Regions from separate parts of the Sus scrofa genome. Here region 1 is linked to region 2. The links are chromatin contacts, called in public HiChIP or PLAC-seq maps. All regions are on one chromosome and are shown on one strand. Each heading gives the region's core, a stretch centred on a gene start, on an enhancer-like site or on the middle of the called end of the contact. The rest is flanking DNA. Distances are from core to core; before and after follow the strand shown.

The links. HiChIP or PLAC-seq counts read pairs in DNA pulled down with a chosen protein or histone mark.
Region 1: a contact with region 2 is called in an H3K27ac HiChIP or PLAC-seq map of alveolar macrophages. The contact joins the promoter of ACTR8 here to the promoter of DCP1A in region 2. A contact is called at or near these places in 1 of 5 promoter capture datasets (liver), 2 of 47 Hi-C or Micro-C datasets (heart right ventricle and liver) and 2 of 2 datasets of contacts at active chromatin or transcription factors (alveolar macrophages and skeletal muscle).

Annotation. Positions count from the first base shown.
Region 1 is chr13:35,982,896-35,989,389 of Sscrofa11.1, forward strand. ACTR8 (actin-related protein 8) reads right to left here and starts at 4,298. Exons shown (of 18, transcript XR_002337581.1): 1 at 4,036-4,298; 2 at 896-1,066.
Region 2 is chr13:35,451,370-35,457,465 of Sscrofa11.1, forward strand. DCP1A (decapping mRNA 1A) reads right to left here and starts at 4,270. Exons shown (of 10, transcript NM_001244358.1): 1 at 4,132-4,270; 2 at 624-664. The coding sequence starts at 4,266.

The DNA of each region.
Region 1 (6,494 bases), core at 3,048-5,547, 530 kb after region 2:
AATAAAAAATGAAACCATCTAAAGAAATTGGGAAAAAATTGAATTACAATGCAGTACACACATTTAACATCTAACATAAAAACTTCTCCTCTATCACTTAGACAATAGAATGTCTACTGCATCCTAGGTAATGCTTACTTTAAGAAAATACTTCTTTTTGCCTTTAAATCATGATTCGATCTAAGATTGTGACAAGTGCTTACTGTTGCAATTCAATTTGCTTACAGACTGAAAATAGAAGCTCAATTTAAACTCTAAGTATGGGAGTTTACATTGTGGCTCAGTGGTTAGCAAATCAGACTAGGAACCATGAGGTTGCGGGTTCGATCCCTGGCCTTGCTCAGTGGGTTAAGGATCCGGGGTTGCTGTGAGCTGTGGTATAGGTCACAGATGCGGCTCAGATCCCGCACTGCTGTGGCATAGGCCAGCAGTTACAGCACTGATTCGACTCCTAGCCTGGGAACCTCTATATGCCATGGGAGTGGCCCAAGAAATGGCAAAAAGGCAAAAAAATTAAAAATAAAAATAAAAAAAATGTAAACTCTAAGTATCTGGAAGATAAAATACGGCATGTGACTAATAGACACCTGAATGCATCAATTTAAGTGAGTTATGATTTTGTATTTTCAACTAACAATCACCTTCATCAATACCCAATTCACCTTGATGGGTTAAAAAACTGGGCTTACTTTTGTTAAAATTATTTCTGTACACTCTACAATTGCTAGCTCAGATAAAAAATGGTATTTATAACCCTGAATGATGTTGGTATTTTAAAATACACTAAAGCTATGAAGACATTGTTCAAGATTACAGTGCACAATGAGTATCTAAGCCCTCCCAAGGAGACAACCCTTGGCTTTCTCTCCAGGTCCTCCCTTTCTGACTTACTTACATTTAGTCCTTCCCTTAGGAGCCAGTTGTCCTTATATAGAGGCTGCCCTTGTTGTTTATGTCTTCGTGCAATGACGTGAGGAATGCTGGCAGGAAGCGTGTCTGTGGCTCGACCAATCCTCAGAGTTGTTGAACCTGGATGTATGACAACGATGAAGTTGCTCTGGATTTGCTGCAAATATAAACATAGAAGTGTGACTTTAGTAAATGACATGCAGATAACAAATTAAATAACAGAGAGCTAACTGTCAAGACTAAGAAGTTAGTTTCCAGTAGTGACTATCAGACTCAAAGTATCAAAATAACTTAGTCAAGGGAGTTCTCTGAAAGGCTTCCAATTACTGCTCTGCTTGAATGAAAACTCATTTTATATCTGTGTTCCCGAGATCTGACTCATGGTACATAGGTCAACAGATATTTGTTTAAATGAATGAAACCTAATTACCCAGGGCAAATTAACCTATGCTTTTTGGGTATTTCTGTGCCAAACACCATGGGTACAATGGTGACCAGTTCAAAGTCCCAACTGCCAGAGAACTTTTCATTTACTAGGAAAGACAGTTAAAGAAGGAATAAGAGTATGGGGAACACCATATTTCATGAAGTGCTGTGTTCCCTAAATCTGAATCACCTAAAGATCCTGTTTAAAAAAAAAAAAAAAACCTCTGAACCTTCACTATAAATTTTCTGATTCAGAATCTCCAGGCAATTTCCACAGTGTGGTGCGTATCACATCCACCTCACAGAATCTCCAGGGAGAGAGAGCGTAAGAACCTGCAATTTACAAAAGACCCTGAGATAATCAGTATGACTGATCGGATATGATAGCACTGTTTGAGAGGGTAAGGGAAGAAATTAAGAGAATTGCTGTTTTGTAATGCTGGAAAGTAAGGCTTTATACATGGACCACTTCTGAGGATATTCATAAACTGTGTTTTGGTCACTGTCTTTAAAAACACTTTACTTTTATCAGTTCTCTGCTTTTTACCTAATGTGGCAAGAGTTTGGGATTAAAAAGCCAGAGTTCATGATTCCATCCTCGTGGGTCAGAAAGCTTTGCTGCATGTCACCATCCTTTCTTGGAAGACAGTGAACAAAGACTGACACAAATCAGGACAGTGGCGTGATGGCTGCGGGCTTTTAGATCCATAATTCTCAAGGGGGCAGAATTTAACCTGAATCACTGGAGAACCTTTACTACACAGACCTGCTGAGAGACCCAGAGTTTCAGGAGGGGTCAGGAAAGAAGGGACTCTGACAATCCCTTTGACAACAGGATGCCTCTGTGGAGAACCATCTTCCCAGCATGACTCCTCAGTCAGCAACTACTCTGCCCTGCCCTTAAGCTACAGCTGTGTCTTCTTGGCTTGTATCCATGTAAAATATTTGCCTAACTTACAGACAAGATACAGTACAGAAACTTCAAGATCAAGACCCTGCCTATTCTCTAACCTTCTTCTAGAGCCAATTCCTTTTCAGTTTCTTTAATCTTTCTACTCCAGGTATCTCCTGATTTCTTAGCTCACCAGGCTGACATTCAGGCCTTCACAAAGGTAATTCCCTTTGCCAGTAATATTCTTTCTCTCTGTTAAATCTTAACCCTTCCTTCAGGTTTGAGGATAAACGTCACCAGACCAGGTTTGTTTGACATCCTACAATGTAATATTATGGCTTTCCTTTTTATGACACTTGGCATTCTTGTATTATTTACTGTCTGTTCTCCCAGCAGACAAAACCTTCATGTAAGAAGGGACTACTGGAGTTCTTTGGTGGCACAGTGAGTTAAGGATTTGGCACTGTCACTGCTGTGGCAAGGGTTCAATCCCTGGCCTGCAGGCACAGCCCAAAAAAAGGGTGGGAGGGGACGACTACTGTCTTATTCACTATTCTATGCATGACACACAGGAGCCTACAGCCTAGTAAGTATTTGTTGAACGGCGATGGCACCACTTCTACACGGTATGGTGCCATGCAATATAGTTCTCAGGATTTTGTGTGCTATGGCAGGCAACATTTATGTAGCAGACTGAGTTAAAGAGATGAGGCTGCTTGCTATTAGGGACACCTGTACCTCATTAATGGTACACAGGTTGCAGCATGCTGACTGGGAAGCTTCGGGGGAGTAAATGTAGTTTTCTAAAGTGTGGACAAACACTTGTTAATATATCTACTTTGATGTAACAGAAAATAAGGAGCTAGTACATCCCTCTCATCATTTCCTGAATATTACTGCTTTATGTAAGAGTGAATAAAAAAGTTTCTCAACAAGTAGTGGTATAGGTACCACAGATATGGAAAATCCAAAAGGTGTTATATAACTAATGGCAGTTCAGCAAATGTTGCTATACTGCCTAAGGGTCTAGGCTCTGGATTCACAGATCTGAAGTCAAATTCAGACTGTGCCACTTCCTTGCTCTGGATGAAGTTCCTACCTCAGGGAGTTATTGTGAGGATTAAATGAGTTAATCATGTAGCTCTTCCAAAATTCTCCACTACCTTCAGAAGAGGCCAGACTCTGGATTATATGACCCCAATGATACTGCCCCTGTTATGATCTCCAATCTGTCTTGCTCCCTTCTTCCTCAATTCCACACATCTTGAGCTCCACCATTTCAAAAGCTCTCTTGGCTCAAGTGTCTAGCACGCTGTTAGTTCAGGTGTCACCTCCATTGAAGAAACAGTTCCTGACCGTGAGGCCTGGAGGAGATACATGCTGTGTACCCAATACTTCGCCCTGCGGTCCTATGCACTTGCCCATCCTACAGCATACCCTAATACTGCCCTACTCTCTCCTCACAAAGCGGGAGAGTCCTAAACGGTGGTAAATGGCAAGGCCCTTACCCACCATCCAGTCTGCCCCCTCAGCTGACTGGGAAGGTGACAGCCCTGTCCTGGTTTTAGGGCCGGGGAGGCTGGCGGTCGCACAGCCGCTGGTGGACGTGGGCAGTGGGACGCAGTCAGTTACTGGGCCGTCTGCCCTGTAGCCCCCGAGCCTGCGAAGAAAGACCTCCCGCACCACCCACGAGGGTAGGGGCCCGGAACCTCGCGTCAGAAACGAGCCAGCTTCCTCCCCTTGTTCCGCTCCGCGGCCTTCCGCCCCCGCCCAGAAGCCGAGTCCCAGGCCCGCCCCCAGCGCCCCACCTCCTGTAGCGACTCCGGCACCAACGCGGGCACGATGGGTCGCTTCACGCCGCGCTGTTCCTTCTCCTTTTCCCCACCCTTCTCCTTTCCGTTCTCTGCGTCCCCTTTCTCCGCCTGGGTCATCTTGGCCGCGGACGCCTCCCTAGCTCGAGCCTCAGGGTCGCGCCCCGGACTGGCAAAAACAAGCTTCCACAAGAAGGAGCAACCTCCCAGCGACCCGCCCACAGCCAAGATGGCCTCCGGGAGTCGGCCCAAAGGCTTCTGGGAAAGCGGAAGGGCGGAGCTGTCCGGAGGAGGGCGGGGTGAGCTGGATTGGGTGGATAATGGATGCTGTGATTGGTCCTCGCTGTAGCTTGCCCGCCGCGGACTTGTTTTGTTTTGCGTGCTTGCTGTGGAGCAGCTACTAGCTGCTCCTTTCGTCCTCTTACGTGTGCCCTCTCAGACGCCATCCATAATACAAGTTCCCTCCGTACATCACTGGCTGTGCTCTGATACTAGGATTTTTTTGGAGTTAGGGCTCCTATGTACTCCTTAGATCACTTTATCCAGTTTCATAGCTTTAAAGAATGAAGATAGCTCTCAAATATGTATTTCCAGTTTGGATCGTTCCCAGAGATCCAGACTGGTAAACAACCGCTTATTTAGGATCTCCACTTAGATATCTACAAAGCATTGCATTAAATATAGCCAAAATGGAACTCTTTATCCCCACCTCCTGAAAAATGTTGACTTCCACATTCACCATCTCAGTGTTTCACTGTTTCTTCAGTTGTCTACATCTACATCAAGATCTATCAACAAATCCATTTCTCAAATGTCTTGAATGCCTCCATTCCTACTGCCACTACTTAATGCAAGTCTCACCTGGACCAGCACATCTTCTAAAGCCAATTCACTGCTTCCAGCCTTGTTCTGCGATCTTTCAGAGTTGCCCACCTGTCACCTTTTAAAATATCATGAAGACAATCAATACTAAGGGTACTCAGCACTTCGCTTGTTATTATCAATTAGTTAACTCGAACAGTAGTTAAACCTATGCTTTAAGCTCTCATGCTTTCCCTTCGGTGATGAAACGGAATCTAAACCAACCACAGCCTGTAAGGCCATGCTTAATCAAGCTCCCACTTCATATCTAACTTCATGCTCACACCTCTCTCCCCCTCTTTAGGCATTTCAAGCTACATGCTTTCTTTCAGCTTCTCAGACATGCCATCATTGGGCCATCAAACTTGCTGTCCCTCAACATATTCTATCTCAACTCAAATGTCACTTCAGAGAGGCCTCCCCCTTAAGCCTCCTGTCAACTTACTCCATTTGAAGCAGGAATTAAGTCTGCACTTATTTCGTCTGCTCTGTGTTTCCCACACTAGAAAGTAAGCCCCATGAGAAGAGGGACTTTATTTGCCAATTGTCTCTAGCACATGGTAGATGCCCAATAAGCATTTATTGATTAAATACTGCTGAGTAAAGAACCCCGGGGTAGGAATATAATCCCATTTTACAGATGAGTAAACTAGGATAGAATGACATAACTCACTCATTGAATAGCAAAGATGTGAACACAAGCTACTCCAGGGCCTATGTTCTGCACTACAGTCCCTGACATATAGAGTGAGACAGCTAAATGTCCAACGAAATCAGGACTCTAGGAAAAGCCCTAAGAAAGAATTCTTGCAGCAGCAGTCCAGAGAGGCAAAAGTCATGGGTCACGTCCACAGGGAAACTATCACCTAATGAGACCACCCTGATCTCCCCCACTGCAGTCTTAGGTGGAGGTCTGACAGAATGACTCTGCCATTTCACTAGCCATAAAATCTAGGAAGTTACAAAATTTGAGTGAGTCCTTGCATGTATCTGTATAATGCAAACATCACCTACCTACCTCAGTGTGTAGGTGATAACACATAAAAGACATAATGTTTAACACAAGCCTGAGTGATCCATAGACTGTCTTTATTATCTTTACCCTTAAATTTGTGTTATAATTGCCTCTTCCCTTATCTTTGAAGATCACTACAACATATTACTACATCCCCACTTCCTGGCAAACAGGGTTAAATTAATACTTATATATGGATAAAAAATGCTTTTACCTGAACACTTTGGTTTCAAATATTGCTAAACACAAAGTAGAATTATCTGTATTATTCATTTTCTCATAAATATTTCAGTGCATATTACATGTGGCGACTGTTCAAAGCACTAGGGTAAAAAAAGAGTCCCTAACCTCATGGAGCTTCCACTCTAGTGTAAGAATGAGAGTTACCAGCATTCAGATGGGGTTAAAGCCAAAAGGCAGTGTATTAAGCAATGACTTAAGAAGTAAAATCGGTCAAGACAGCACTGAAGTCCATGATTTTAAAAATTACCTAGCAAATCTACATTCTGTAGCTCACCTTTGTTGGTTATGGTTTTATAAATACCCTGATAATTATATATGGTAGCAAATAAGATGCACT
Region 2 (6,096 bases), core at 3,020-5,519:
GCCACAGCAACGCCAGATCTGAGCTGTGTCTGCAGCCTACACCACAGTTCATGGCAACGCCGGATCCTTAACCCACTGAACGAGGACAGGGATCGAACCTGAGTCCTTATGGATGCTAGTGAGATTTGTTCCCACTGAGCCATGGTTGGAACTCCTACTATATCTTTGTTTTCTTAATATGCGGGGAGGGAGGAAAGCATTCAACTCACTCATAACTAGAAAATGTTTTCCATTTTTCTAGGGTCCTAAATAAGATATAGTCCTGTTTGTTTGATTCTGAACACAGGAAGAGTCAAAGAAGGGACATTACTTGGTTAGGATCTCACAGTGAGGGAGAGATGACTACTTGACGGGTCAAGCAGGAAAGTTCCAAAGACAAATGTACGAAAGGGTTGACTCATTCCATATAACACTGTTTATCATTAGGTTAAAAACACACACACACAAACAAACAAAAATCATTTCTTGGAGTTCCCACTGTGGTGCAGTGGGTTAAGGATCTGACATTGCTGCAGCTTGGCGCAGGTCACAGCTCTGGCTCAGATTCGATCCCTGGCCTGGGAACTTCCATATGCTGCTGGGGTGGCAGAAAAACAAAAAATCATTTCTTTTTAAAAGCTTACCTTCGATATACAAATAAGGTCCCTTCTATATCAGTCTTCTCCTATAAAAGACAATGAATCAATTAGATTTTTCCCCATGATCCATCCCCAAATAGTCCCAATGGAGAAGAAATACTCTATATTTAGGATCAACTTATTTATTTAAAATTAATAACTGTTAACAGATCAAGTCTCTCCTACTCTACAAAGTACATTACCAGTTTATTTTGTATCCTTTCTATTCTACTGATGCATATTAACAGACACGAAATGTTCAATCCAGCAACACGCCTATATCTGCAGCATTTCTCCTTTCCTTTTCTTTCTTAAAATTTAAAGGAGAAAATCCTGAAAGAAGTGAAAATTTCACTTTAAAATTAAAACATTTTAGCCAAATTTCTTAATTTTAAAGCCAAGATCCAAATCAACTATAAAAGAAAAAATAAAAATCTTACAAAAAGATAAAAATAAATAAAGCCAAGATCCTGTGTATAGCAATTTCTTCAGCATTAAAGTTTATCAAAGTCAGGGAAAAAAAGAAATTTTATCTTATAGGCTACTATATTTCATCATTGGAGGATTTTGGTATTTTCATGAATAGCAAATTTTATGGTTCGTTAAGAATTACTGCCAAACACAATTAGTTTGTTATCAGAATTTTGTTGAAGAAACATGAATATTGAAACTATACTGTCTTAGTGTAATTCTTGTAGGTCTTACAAATAACTAAAAACTTTTTTTTTAAGCTTAAAGTGAACGTTTGATTAAGAAAATACAACTCATATCACCTTTCATTTGCTGTCACAAGAGTATATTTAAGTTTCAAACAATTAAAATGTTTAAAAAACAGCAAACAAGGAGTTCCTGCTGTGGTGCAATAGGATCGGTGGTGTCTCTGCAGTGCCAGGATGCAGGTTTCATCTCTGGCCCAGCGCAGTGGCTTAAAGGATCGGTGTTGCCACAGCTGTGGTGTAGGTTGCAACTGTAGCTCAGATCTGATCCCTGGCCCAGGAACTCCATGTGCCATGGGGTGACCAAAAAAGAAAAAAAAGGAAAAAAAAAAAAAAAAAGAAGAAAATACAAACATTCAAGTTCGCAGTTCAGATAGGACCTAAATACTTTAATATGGTCAACAAACTATGAGCCAACTTAAATGTTAGTTATATCAAATTGAATTTGCTGGGATGACAAAAAAATTTTTTTGGTCTTTTTAGGGCTGAACCTCTCAGGCTAGGAGTCGAATCAGAGCTGTAGCTGTCGGCCTACACCACAGCCACAGCCACAGCAACGCCAGATCCTTTAACCCATTGAGCAAGGCTAGGTGGAACCTGCGTCCTCATGGATATTAGTCAGGTTCGTTACTGCTGAGCCAAGATAGGAACTCCGAAAAAAATTGTTTTTTTAATATTTACCATCTTAATTCCTTCCAGGAGTACTGCCCTAGCTGAGATAGTATCAGGAAACTTTTCTTTCGTAAAAATTCAGAGGCTTTTTCTTGCTTTTCAAATGTTATTAGTATAAGATATGGGTAATCAACTCTCTCAGTGAAAGAAAACCTGCCCAAATAAACCACTGCGCAATCTTACAATTCAATGTAAAATTACAAAGAGAGGGAGTTCCCATCGTGGCTCAGTGGAAATGAATCCGACTAGGAACCATGAGATTGTAGGCTTGATCCTGGCCTTGCTCAGTGGGTTAAGGATCTGCCGTTGCTGTGGCTGTGGTGTGGGCCGGCCTGTAGCTCGGACTGGACCTCTAGCTCGGACTGGGAACCTCCATATGCCAAAAGTATAGCCCTAAAAAGCAAAAAACAAACAAAAAAAACAAACAGAAAAGATTTTGGCTATATGCCAAGTGTCATGATGAAATGAACAATAGCAGCTTAGTTTTTTTTCAGTTCTTGAGTTCCCGTGTGGCTCAGTGGAAATGAATCTGACCAGAATCCATGAGGATGCAGGTTCAGTCCCTGGCCTTGCTCAGTGGGTTAAGGATCCAGTGTTGCCATGAGCTGTGGTGTAGGTCATGGACCCGGCTTGGATCTTGCATTGCTGTGGTTGTGGTATAGGCCAGCAGCCAGAGCTCTGATTCGACCCTAGTCTGGGAACCTCCATATGCTGTGGGTGCAGCCCTCAAAAAAAAAAAAAAAAAAAAGTTTTTTTCAATTCAGATTATTATAACTTGTATTTCATATTTAAAGGAGAGCTCCACAGTTAAAATTCCAAAATATTATAAGTTTGTGACAAACTAGAAATGAAAGCTTGTTAGTATAAGTCCATGCCCCAAACCATTTCTCTACAATCTACCACAAATGTATATATAGAGCAGAAAAAGAAAAATGGTTCAGAACAATTTTAACTAAAGCAATGTCTAAAGAGACACATTTAAAAAAAATTTATAATTTTGTTCTCTGTGACTTCCCATACTTCCTCCTCTTCCAGGAGGTGAAGGAAAGAAGACAAAGCAAAGCAAGATTATTTTGAAAACTCCCTTCATCTGAATTAACTGTTTATTTTTGCCAAATGATTTTTCACGAAATTATCTGATTAAATATAACCCATATATCTACATTATGTTGCAAAGGGCATATTATGATAAAAATCTTTGAGTTTTGTAACTATAAAGATTTCAATTTTTACTGAAACGTGGACTTTCTTAATTCAATTCAATAAACATTTATGGATTATTTTCTAAGTAAAGGCAATAACTGAATGATTTAAGAAGTTTTACTACTAGAAAAAGGGGGGGATTACGTTATTTAAACAATGAAGGAAGCTTCAAATGGGTTAATAAGTCAGCGAACAGACCGAATGTAACTTTTCGGATTCCCTCCCATGCAGAAAAGCTAAAAAGCAATCAATCTGATAGAAGCAGTTAGAGGTGACATGAGGAGCAACACAGCTGGTGTCTTTTCAAAAGGTTTCAAGGTAACCTAATGAACGTTGAAGCCTTTTTGGTGAGTGCCTTGATATCTTTCCCAAACTCTGGAAATAGTGTAGTTCGATAAAAGTGGGACTTATCCCCATCCCCTCTCTTCCAAGAACTGAAACTAACTGGATTTCAAGCTTAAAATCCAAATAACCTCTGTGAAGGGGGCTCTTATTTGTCTGTTGCGGGGAGAGGGGGCGTGTTGACTTTACAGATTATGTATATATAATTTATCCAATAACCCTCAAAGCTCCAAACACAACCTTTTAGGTATCTGATTCCACCGGTCTCACAGGATCTTTCAATACACCTGCAAAGAAGGCAGGTCGCCCAGGACCTCTGGCGGGACCCTACTGGACTCATCCTCCTCCAATCTTCCCCCCTAGCGACTTTCCCCCCGGATGTTTAGACCTACTTCTCTTGCTAAACTCTCCAATCCCCGGCGCCACCGCTAACCCTCAAGAGCCGTCCGGCTCTTCTCCAGTCTCTGGCCTCGCCTCCGCCGCCCGGGCCTCCCCCATCTCCCCCCACCCAGGGCCGTCCGCGCGGCCCCTTTAAGAGGCGGTGGCCGGGCGGGCGACCTCGGCGGCCTAGCCGCACTCACCCACTGGTTGGCCTTGGGGCAGAAGGTGTACAACGCGACTTGGCCCGTGAGATCTGCGATGCTGGTGATGTAGGGGTCGTGTTGCTTCAGGGCCGCTAGGCTCATCTCCTGCCCAGCTCGACTCAGCGACTCCATCTTGAATTCCAGAGCCTAGCCCCTTTAGCGGGGGCGGAGTCGCGTACAGGAAAGTGCCATCGAGGCAAAGTTCCCCCAGCTGCGTCAGCGTCCTTAACTTCCGTCTCTCGGCCGGGCCTCGCGGCGGGGTCGTACGTCAGCTATTATGCTCCGCCGCGCCCACTCCCGGGGCGCCGGGTTCCGGTGTTGTGTGGTCCCACCGGACCAACAGTCCATGGTGGCGTCCACTGTCTCCTAGTGGAGCTGGCAGGCGGGGACCCATGTGCATTTTTTCCTCGCTGGCTGAAAGATCCTGGCGCCGGCATCAAAGCTGTTTGGCAGTTTCTCTGCGCTCTTGCCGGACTAAGCTCCCGTGGCCTCAAAATGAAAACCACTCTGTGACAAGGCGGGGCTCCACTGCCCATTTAGAAAGCACAGAAAAGCGGGGAGGAAGGAGGGAATCCTGAAAATTACCTCAGTCCTCGGATCTCGCTAGATCGCCACTGTTAGCAGTGTTTTCATAAAGGAAATTTTCGAAAAAAAAGAAAAAAAAAAAAGCCAAACTAACTCAGCTGTAACTTAACAGGAATGTCATATTATTCACGTTTACTCCTTATTTTCCTCGTCTGAATCCCACGCAAATCTTTCCATCCAGTGTTGGAAAGAGCCCGTGAAATCTTGAGTTTGTCATGCACCGCTTAAAGCTTAAAAACAAGAACTCATTCTTTAAGCAAACATCTGTTGCGAATTTAAGGTATTTTAAAGAGTCAGTTAAAGAGTAAAACAACGCTTAGAACATACAGGGAACTCTGCCCCCATCCCCCATTGTTAAATTATTATTTTATTTAATGAAAAAGTATGCCGATGGAATTGAAATTTTTTAAATTACTCAATGATTTCATTACATTTATAGATGTACAATGATCATCACAATCCAATTTTATTGGATTTCTATCCCACAACCCCAGCCCCCCCCCCCCAAACCATCTCCTTTGGAAACCATAAGTTTTTCAAAGTCTGTTGAGTCAGTATCTGTTCTGCAAAGAAGTTCATTCTGTCCTTTTTTCAGATTCCACATGTCAGTGAAAGCATTTGATGTTGGTGTCTCATTGTATTACTGACTTCACTTAGCATGATAATTGCTAGGTCCATCCATGTTGCTAAAAATTCTGGTATTTCGTTCCTTTTAATGGCGGAGTAATATTCCACCGTGTATATGTACCACATCTTCTTGATCCACTCCTCTGTTGATGGACATTTAGGTTGTTTCCATGTCTTGGCTATTGAAAAGAGTGCTGCAGTGAACATTGGAGTACATGTGTCCTTGCAAATCGTGGTTTTCTCTAGATAGATGCCCAGGAGTGGAATTTCTGGATCAAATGGTAGTTCTCTTTTTAGTTTTATGAGGAATCTCCATCCTGTTTTCCACAGGGGTTGCACCAATTTACAATCCCACCAACAGTGTACTAGGGTTCCTTTTTCTCCACACCCTCTCTAGCACTTATTGTTTGTAGACTTTTTAATGATGGCCATTCTGGCTGGTGTAAGGTGATATACCTCATCGTGGTTTTGATTTGCATTTCTCTAATGATGAGTGATGTTGAACATCTTTTCATGTGTTTTTTGGTCATCTGTATGTCTTCTTTGGAGAAGTGTCTGTTTAGATCTTCTGCCCATTTTTTGATGGGGTTGTTTGTTTTTTTGGTATTGAGCGGTAGGAGGTGTTTATACATTTTGGAGATTAACCCCTTGTCAGTCAATTTATTTGCAAAGATTTTCTCCCATTCTGTGGGTTGCCTTTTCATTTTGTTTAGGGTTTCCTTTGCTGTGCAGAAACTTTTAAGTTTTATT